Regions from separate parts of the Oryzias latipes genome. Here region 2 is linked to region 1. Evidence: chromatin contacts called from public Hi-C data. All regions are on one chromosome and are shown on one strand. Each heading gives the region's core, a stretch centred on a gene start, on an enhancer-like site or on the middle of the called end of the contact. The rest is flanking DNA. Distances are from core to core; before and after follow the strand shown. Region 1 holds the start of mfsd3 (major facilitator superfamily domain-containing protein 3). Region 2 holds the start of LOC101159200 (transient receptor potential cation channel subfamily M member 6).

Region 1 (3,468 bases), core at 270-2,769:
AAAGCTTTTTCAAATGATGACTTATTTTGTAAGGTCTTGTTTTTTTACACACATTCAGCACAAAACAGGGATATCTAGAAGTCAATTCATGTGCCACATAGGCAAATATTACAAAGATACACAAATGAAATGGCATTCAGCACCTTGCAACAACTTTGAAAAATACTCTGCAAATATTTTTTGCGACCACAATGACAGCTTACTTTTTCGTACAATGCCCTCTGAGAGCTGGTACTTTTTTTTTTAATCAGACTTTTTAAAATATTTTTACGTCATCCACTAAAATCTGTGAAGCATTTGTCTTCTTTTTTCAGACACATATCAATCTAGAGATTAGGTCATATGAACTGCAATCCTGAAAGGGCAAATTAAAGAGATCTTAAAGCAATTTGTTAAATTTGGTACGGAAGACAATATATTTTCAAAACTCTGAGGTGTGGGATTCAATTAGGAAACTGAAAATTAAGAAAAATAGGATAATCATAAGAATTTGTTTTTAAAGTCCCACTCCAATCATCTTATTATTCATTTTTAATGCAATTTCAGTGGTCCTTTAATTATGAATTTGCTTTTTTTTTTGTCAAACAAACAAATAAAAATAACTGTTGCTGTCAGGACATATACAGAGTAGCATCAGTTGATTAGAAATTTGTTTCTGAGTTGTGGGCGGGACTATTGGCACAGAGCAACCCCGCCCCTGTCCCATTCCCCGTTACTGCTGAGAGCTCTCTATTTGCACACTCTACCGCTGCTTTACTGCCCCTCACATCCCCTACCTAACATTACCTGTGCAACAAAAATGATGAGCAATGTTGGAGCTATGAAGGTACAATTTTGAGCCAGGTGTCAGCTCAGACAAGGTAAACAAAGACCTACATGGATCTAGTCGCCTACAGGTGGATGCATCTCAGATAGGCGCAAAGCACGGAGCTTGTGGCCCGCCCAGCATATTTTCTGTCACAAATACAAAAAAAAAATCATACAAAAAAAACATTTTTTTATAAAGATTATATAATTTATTTTTTATTTTTTGTCTTCTCCTGATTTACAACAATTTAAATAAAGAAATACTCAGAAATACAATATTGAACTTAATGTTCTTGAGACTTGTTTTCCATCATCAGTAAACTGCCACAAGAACATGCTAAACAGAAAAACTCAATTTTTTTAATGGAGTGGGTCTTTAAAACAATAAACATGACTATGACTGTTAAACTATAATTACACAGTGTTGGTATGCTGAAAATGTGTCCATAGATTTAATTTTATTTGATTCTTCTTCTTGAATTATTTTTTAAGGGGCAGGCTTTAATAAGCCAAGCGTCTGCCTCCTCCCTTTCCATTTTCATTTGTGTTTATATTATTATGATTATTACTATTATTGTTATTACTATCATGTTGACTAAACGTTATCATTTAGATGTTAGAAATAAACTTTAATAAATAAAAAACAAAAGAAATGGGTAACTATTCGTTTACTACAGAAGATGGCGCTGTTGTCCCAGATTCAAGCAGCTGCTTTAATTTTTTTTAAGGAAGAAGAAAAAAGGGTTTCACGAGAGCTCCCCCGGTTTATTCCTCTCAAAGGAGGGATTGCTGTCACAGAACCTGGCAACTTCAACTCTCATACAGCCCCAATCTGTAAACAAGCGAAGGACCCGGTGCTGTGAGCTAAAGCTGACCGAAGTAACGTCCTCCTCTGTACGTGTTTTATGTTTGACACCGGGTTAAAACCTATAGCAACATAATTCACTTCTGCGACAACACATGTCATGAACGACGTACTGAGTAAACGTGTTTAGCTAGTTATTAACTCCACTTAGCACGAGTCTGAGCTAACCCGCTATGTAACCCTGACTCTGTCAATCGTTACCTGCAAACCAAAATGAAGAAAGTCGTGTTTGAAATGTTAACTCTCTTTGAGAAATACCTTAAATTGTGTTATTACTGAGCCCGTGAAGGGTGTCTGTACGCCGGCCTGTCGGTCGCCAGAAGTAGAGGAGGTGCTTGGTCGTAACTGAGCTGGTGAAGCAGTAAAAACTGCAGCGAGAACCCAACCTTTTAAGGCTGCTCCCCTGAATCAGCTGTCACATTCTAGCCTCTCAGTACTGCATAACCCCAGGATCAAAGTTGGCGCCACAAAATAAAACGTCTTTACCTTTTTTATTTCTTTTTGTATTTCAGGTCAGCCCATCTGTATCTTCAATTTCCTTTTTCAGTCCATAATAATGCCAGCGACCTGACCCATGGAACCTCCCAGTGGCTGCTTAAGTCAACCTTTTCTGGATCTAGATCATGAATGACAAACTGGTCTTCCTTGGACTGCTGTATTTCGTCCAGGGCATCCCCTATGGTCTCCAGTCCTCTCTGCTTCCTCTCTATCTGCGTGGAGCTGGTCACTCCCTTACCCGCATAGGGTTCACCAAGATCCTCTACTTTCCTTGGGTACTCAAGGTACTGTGGGCCCCTTTGGTGGACCGGGTCGGCACCAAGCGTCGGTGGGTGGTGGCGACGGTGTGTGGCCTTGCTCTGACATGCCTCAGCAGTGCTGCTCTGGCCCCAGAGGCACATATCTGGGGGGTAGCTGGAACCCTTTTGGCAATGAACACCCTAGCGTCTGTTCAGGACATTGCTGTAGACGGAGCTGCTGTGGGGCTGCTGAAAGGACGTGGGGAGTTGGGGTTGGGTAATACAGCGCAAGTTGTAGGCTATAAAGCTGGGTCAGTGTTCGCAGGAGGCGGACTACTGGCTGTGATCGATGTGGCTGGATGGAGCTGGATGTTTGTGCTGCTGACGTTTGTATACTCAGGGATGGCCCTGTTTGTGTGGGGGACCCCAGTTCTGGACCATGAGACGGTTCGGGGCCAGCAGGCGGATGGCACCAAGAGAGGAGGGCAAGGAGGTGAAGCCTTGAGGCCATGGAGGATTTGGAGGAAACTGCTGGCGGTTCCTGGGACACCGTGGACAGTCCTGTATGTGCTCACCTACAAACTAGGTAGGTCCAAACCATACGCACAAACCTTTCACACACTTTTGAGATTGCGATTAAAAATAAACTTTTGAGTACTAGGTGCATTGTTTATGCAATTTTTATTAACTTTTTACAATAAAGGCGTGACTACTTTTCTTTAGGTCTTTAGCTGTTCTTTTGTCATCTTATTTGTTTTTTCAGTTAAAGTTTTACAAATGCAAAAAAAAGCAGCTGTGTGTTTTATACATATAACAGGTAAAATCATTTTTAAATGAAACTAAAATTATTTTCAAAAATGTGCACTTTAAAGTCCCAGCATTGGATAGGTTTTAGATGTAGTAAAAAGTGATTGCTCGTTACGATGACAGAAGTCCTCAAATATACAATGTCCAAGAAACACGTTTAAATTAAAAATAGAACTTTAGATGTTCTGACTAGCAGATTCCAGAGTCAAAGATGTGCAGAAAGGTTTAAAAAAAAATGGTTTATTCATACAG
Region 2 (3,862 bases), core at 155-2,654, 140 kb after region 1:
GGAAAATGTTCAACTGTGTTCGACACATTTTCAGTTCAGTTTCACTAAAAAACCCTCACGACATAGTTTAATCCTGAATAAACACGTTGCATTAGATTTTCATAAGGTCACTTAACACTTATGTTAGTTTCAGGTTTTTCTAAATTAAAATTCAATTTCAAATTTAAGGGCAGGGATGCCCAGTTAAGTTTAGTCTGTTTAGTTTAGTTTGCCTTTTGAATTCTATGACTTCATGTTCCTTATGATTTAATGTTTACTTTGCAATTACCAGTATGAAGCCTATTGAGATGACTATTGCTATTGGGATATATACATATAAATGAACTGAATTGAAAGTTTAAAAGATTTAAAAAGTACAGGTACAATATCAAATATTTAAAAAGAAGGCAAATCTTATCCGAAATGACTTAAAAAAATGTGAAAATATTTATTTAACATAAATTCAATGAGATTTTTTTTTGGGGGGGGGGGGGGTCATATTAAATGAAATATTGGTTTATTTTAAATTGTCAATATTTTAATTAAGAATATTATACCACTCGTTTTTTCTTTGTGGTTTAATCCGAATTAGGGTTTTTGTGTTGTTTTTAATTTAGCTTATTTTTTTTTAAAGATTTGTATTTTAATACAAATATCAAGAAATAATTCCCATTTTTATGTTTACTTGCAGACCCAGTTCGCCTCAACATATCTGAGACAGTCCAATACTTTTTTGCCTTTACTTTACTTCAAACATTTATTCGGCATACCAAATTAATTTTTGTTTGCAGTTGCTTTTTTTTTTTTTTTTTTTTTTTTTTTTTTTGCTGCAATGGCTGTTCTCGGCCACCGTACTATATGATACATTTGACATATTTCGTTTTATTATTCAGCTGTACTGCCTAGCTAACTCGCTTCTAAAGTTTATCCAGGTGATAAACCTTTGGCTAAAACTTCAAACCACAGCTAAACTTAGCTAACATCAAAGTTAGCAATTAGCTAATTAGTTAATAAATCGCCCTGCTTCTGTCTTAAATGGATACATTCTAAAAACTAGCTGAAAATAAAAATCCTAAGTGATCTGTATGCAGCACCACCTTTTTTTTTTCCAAACTTACCATGTTTGTATCGTTCAGATGGAGCACGCAGAAGTGTTGAGGTCTACCGTCGACCCTCATTCAAACCCCGCCGCTTCATCATTCCTCCGCCCGGCAGGCCGCTCCTTTATCAGCCGCAGGTCCAAAGGGCGCCGGGCCTTCCAAGAAGCCTGGAGGACTTCGTGACCTCCTTCTTAAAACCTGTTTATACCTCCGTAGCGGTCAACGACGTTCTATGACCTCATTACCCTTTTTAATGGCACAGAAACCCACTGAACACACAGGTGATGAATGAAAACCCCCGTGATGAACGGGAACCTGCTCATTTAGCACTTTGTTTGTGTCATAGCGCTCACTCAAAACAACAACAAAAAAGGCTCCTGAAAATGTTATGTTGTTTTTCAAAATTGAAAATTTGGTGGCCAGAAATGAAACTGGATTCAAAAACGGTTTAATACAAAGACTTTTTTTATTATTAACAAAACTGATACAGCATTTGGATAACACTAGTAGCAGGTTGACTACAAAGCATCAAACGCTTTAGTGGCTCACACAAAGCTGTTAAATCTGCTGGTAGATGATCTGCTGCTTAAGAAGTTCCCATTTAAGTCAGCAACACCAAGAACTTAACAGGCAGGATAAACTTGCCTCTGTGTTTTGGTTTTAAGGTGTCTGACCCTGTCTTCACCATGTCCATCGATTGTGAAAATGGGTCAAATAGATATACGTATGTATTAGGAATGGTTAACTTTTTATCTTCAACTCTCCATGGCATCTGAACATGAGTCACTGATTTTTGAGTGTTCCTTTGTCTTGGAATCTGCCCCAGGACCATCATCCAGCAGGGAAAGGTCAAGTTCAGGTAAGGGGACTCTCCAAAAGTGGAAGGAGTTGTATGTGCAGTCTTCACTCTGCGAGATGTCAACTGCCTGAAATTAAACAGAATAATCAAAGTAAGCATTGGCAAACGAATCCAATGATTTGCAACTTCAGAAAAACAATCAGTTTAAGGAAAATGACGGTGGGAGAAATGACTTGACAGTTTAGTGGGAAAACAAGCCAGATTTAATGTGCAAATAGCGACATCTAGCGGATGATTACGATCACTACACTGTAGTTTTCTTAGAAATGCAAAACAGGCTAATCATATCCCCATATGGTACGAAACTCTTAAATACTGCACGCTGTAAAAAAAAAAAATCATACTTTATTTTTTTCTTGAGAAATTGCTGCTTCCGACCGAACGAAATCCTTCCGAGATCGTTTCTTGTTTGTGAAAGCGAAGGAGCTGCGAAGATCCTGGAAACTTCCAGAGATCGGTTCCGTCAAAACATTCGCCACGTGCTTCCTCGGGTGGCCGACTGCAGTCCTAAGACAAAAGCCCGTGTCTTTTTCCTCTGGGGTCTCTTCATCGTCAAAGCAGTGCGGCCTCTTTCTGCAACGGTTTCCCAACAATGCTAGGAGGGATGGCACACCTCCGACTGAAGCCATGCTGTCCACCTGTATGTCAATACTGTGAAATAGAGGACGGTGTTTCTTAGGGGAGAGCTCGTGCAGCGTGCTCTCCGCGTTTCTCTTGGCCATCACAATCAGATTAAATAGAAGTTATTGAGCAATTGAAGCAGCCAGCTATACCAAAAAATGCGTCACTTTCCTGTGGTGGCTAATCTGGGTAAAACTAATAAACCGGTAGTGACGTCCACACCCACAAAATACAACCAATCAAATATGAGTTCTGCAATTTAAACCCCTCCCATAACATTTTCCCTTCCGGTTGCGGCACCATCCGTTTTATTTCGGAATTTTTTATTTAAATTGTTCCAGGCAAAGGTTTTAAGGAGCTAATGGAAAATTTTATCTTATTATCGAAATAAAAAGATATACTTTGCAACGTGGACACATTTCAACCATTTTACAGCATTATTCAAAACATTATTTTTATTCTTTAGGCTATTCTCAATGTTTCAATAAATAGGACACCCCCCTTCATTTAAATGATACCAAGATATTCTGTCAGTGAATGTCGAGAAACAGAAAATGGTTGACAAAACTAATTAACTCCTGAATTACAAAAATACAAATTTTGTAAATTAAGGACACAACCAAATAAAAAAATAGGCAAAGACATTTAATACATTTCAGTGTTGCGTGGTAGACTGACCATTTTCTGAGCACATATGGCACAGTTTTACAAAACCTCACGGTACTTTCAACATTTTAAGACATACTTTGGTGAGTGGACTGTTCGTCAAAATCGTTGCCCGTTGAAGAGAGAATACCTTACAGCCACAACCTTAAAGATCCATTTGACATAAAAAGTAAGCTGATCATTTTCTGCATAAAAAGTTCATTTTGTCAACTTTACTTCATCATTAAAAATCAGGATCAAAGTTCATCATTTTTTCTCTCATGTCATGTAAATCTGTCTGCGTCTTCTTGCCGAGGTGACTTAGCAGCTGGTGGTAAGCTTTGCTGCTGATCGTCGCTTTGATTCTTGAAATGCATACCTGAGGGCTTTCGCGCGACAAAGAAGACACAGTCGTACACGTATCTGAGCATAGAACGGTCATTCTCTGTGTAAGTGGTCTGCATTGATTCCTTCTCCACCTGTGAGTGAAAAGGAGAGCCGGTGATTCTAAAATGACTGGTTATGTGAAAAAAAAGAAGAAATGTCTACCAGTTGATATAAGAAATAGTTTACCTCGACTATAAATCCCAGCTTTACCATTGCTGCCCTAATGTCTTCATAGCAAAGTTCAATTGAGAGTTCATTGGCCATGTTCTCA

Evidence for each region. Hi-C and Micro-C count contacts between places; a contact is called where the count stands out from the background.
Region 2: a Hi-C map of embryo shows a contact between it and region 1, with 3 times the contacts expected there. The contact joins the promoter of LOC101159200 here to the promoter of mfsd3 in region 1. A contact is called at or near these places in 5 of 5 Hi-C or Micro-C datasets (embryo, fibroblasts and gastrula embryo).

The regions. Positions count from the first base shown.
Region 1 is chr9:18,467,523-18,470,990 of ASM223467v1, forward strand. It overlaps mfsd3 (major facilitator superfamily domain-containing protein 3), which reads left to right and starts at 1,520. Exons shown (of 6, transcript XM_023958587.1): 1 at 1,520-1,701; 2 at 2,185-2,995. The coding sequence starts at 2,296. It overlaps anxa1 (annexin A1), which reads left to right. Exons shown (of 12, transcript NM_001104825.1): 12 at 1-20.
Region 2 is chr9:18,610,267-18,614,128 of ASM223467v1, forward strand. LOC101159200 (transient receptor potential cation channel subfamily M member 6) reads right to left here and starts at 1,405. Exons shown (of 41, transcript XM_023958588.1): 1 at 1,098-1,405. The coding sequence starts at 1,157. LOC101156019 reads right to left here and starts at 2,795. Exons shown (of 2, transcript XM_004072514.3): 1 at 2,283-2,795; 2 at 1,523-2,005. The coding sequence starts at 2,660. The coding sequence ends at 1,835. It overlaps carnmt1 (carnosine N-methyltransferase), which reads right to left. Exons shown (of 8, transcript XM_004072695.4): 7 at 3,778-3,862; 8 at 3,184-3,683. The coding sequence ends at 3,489.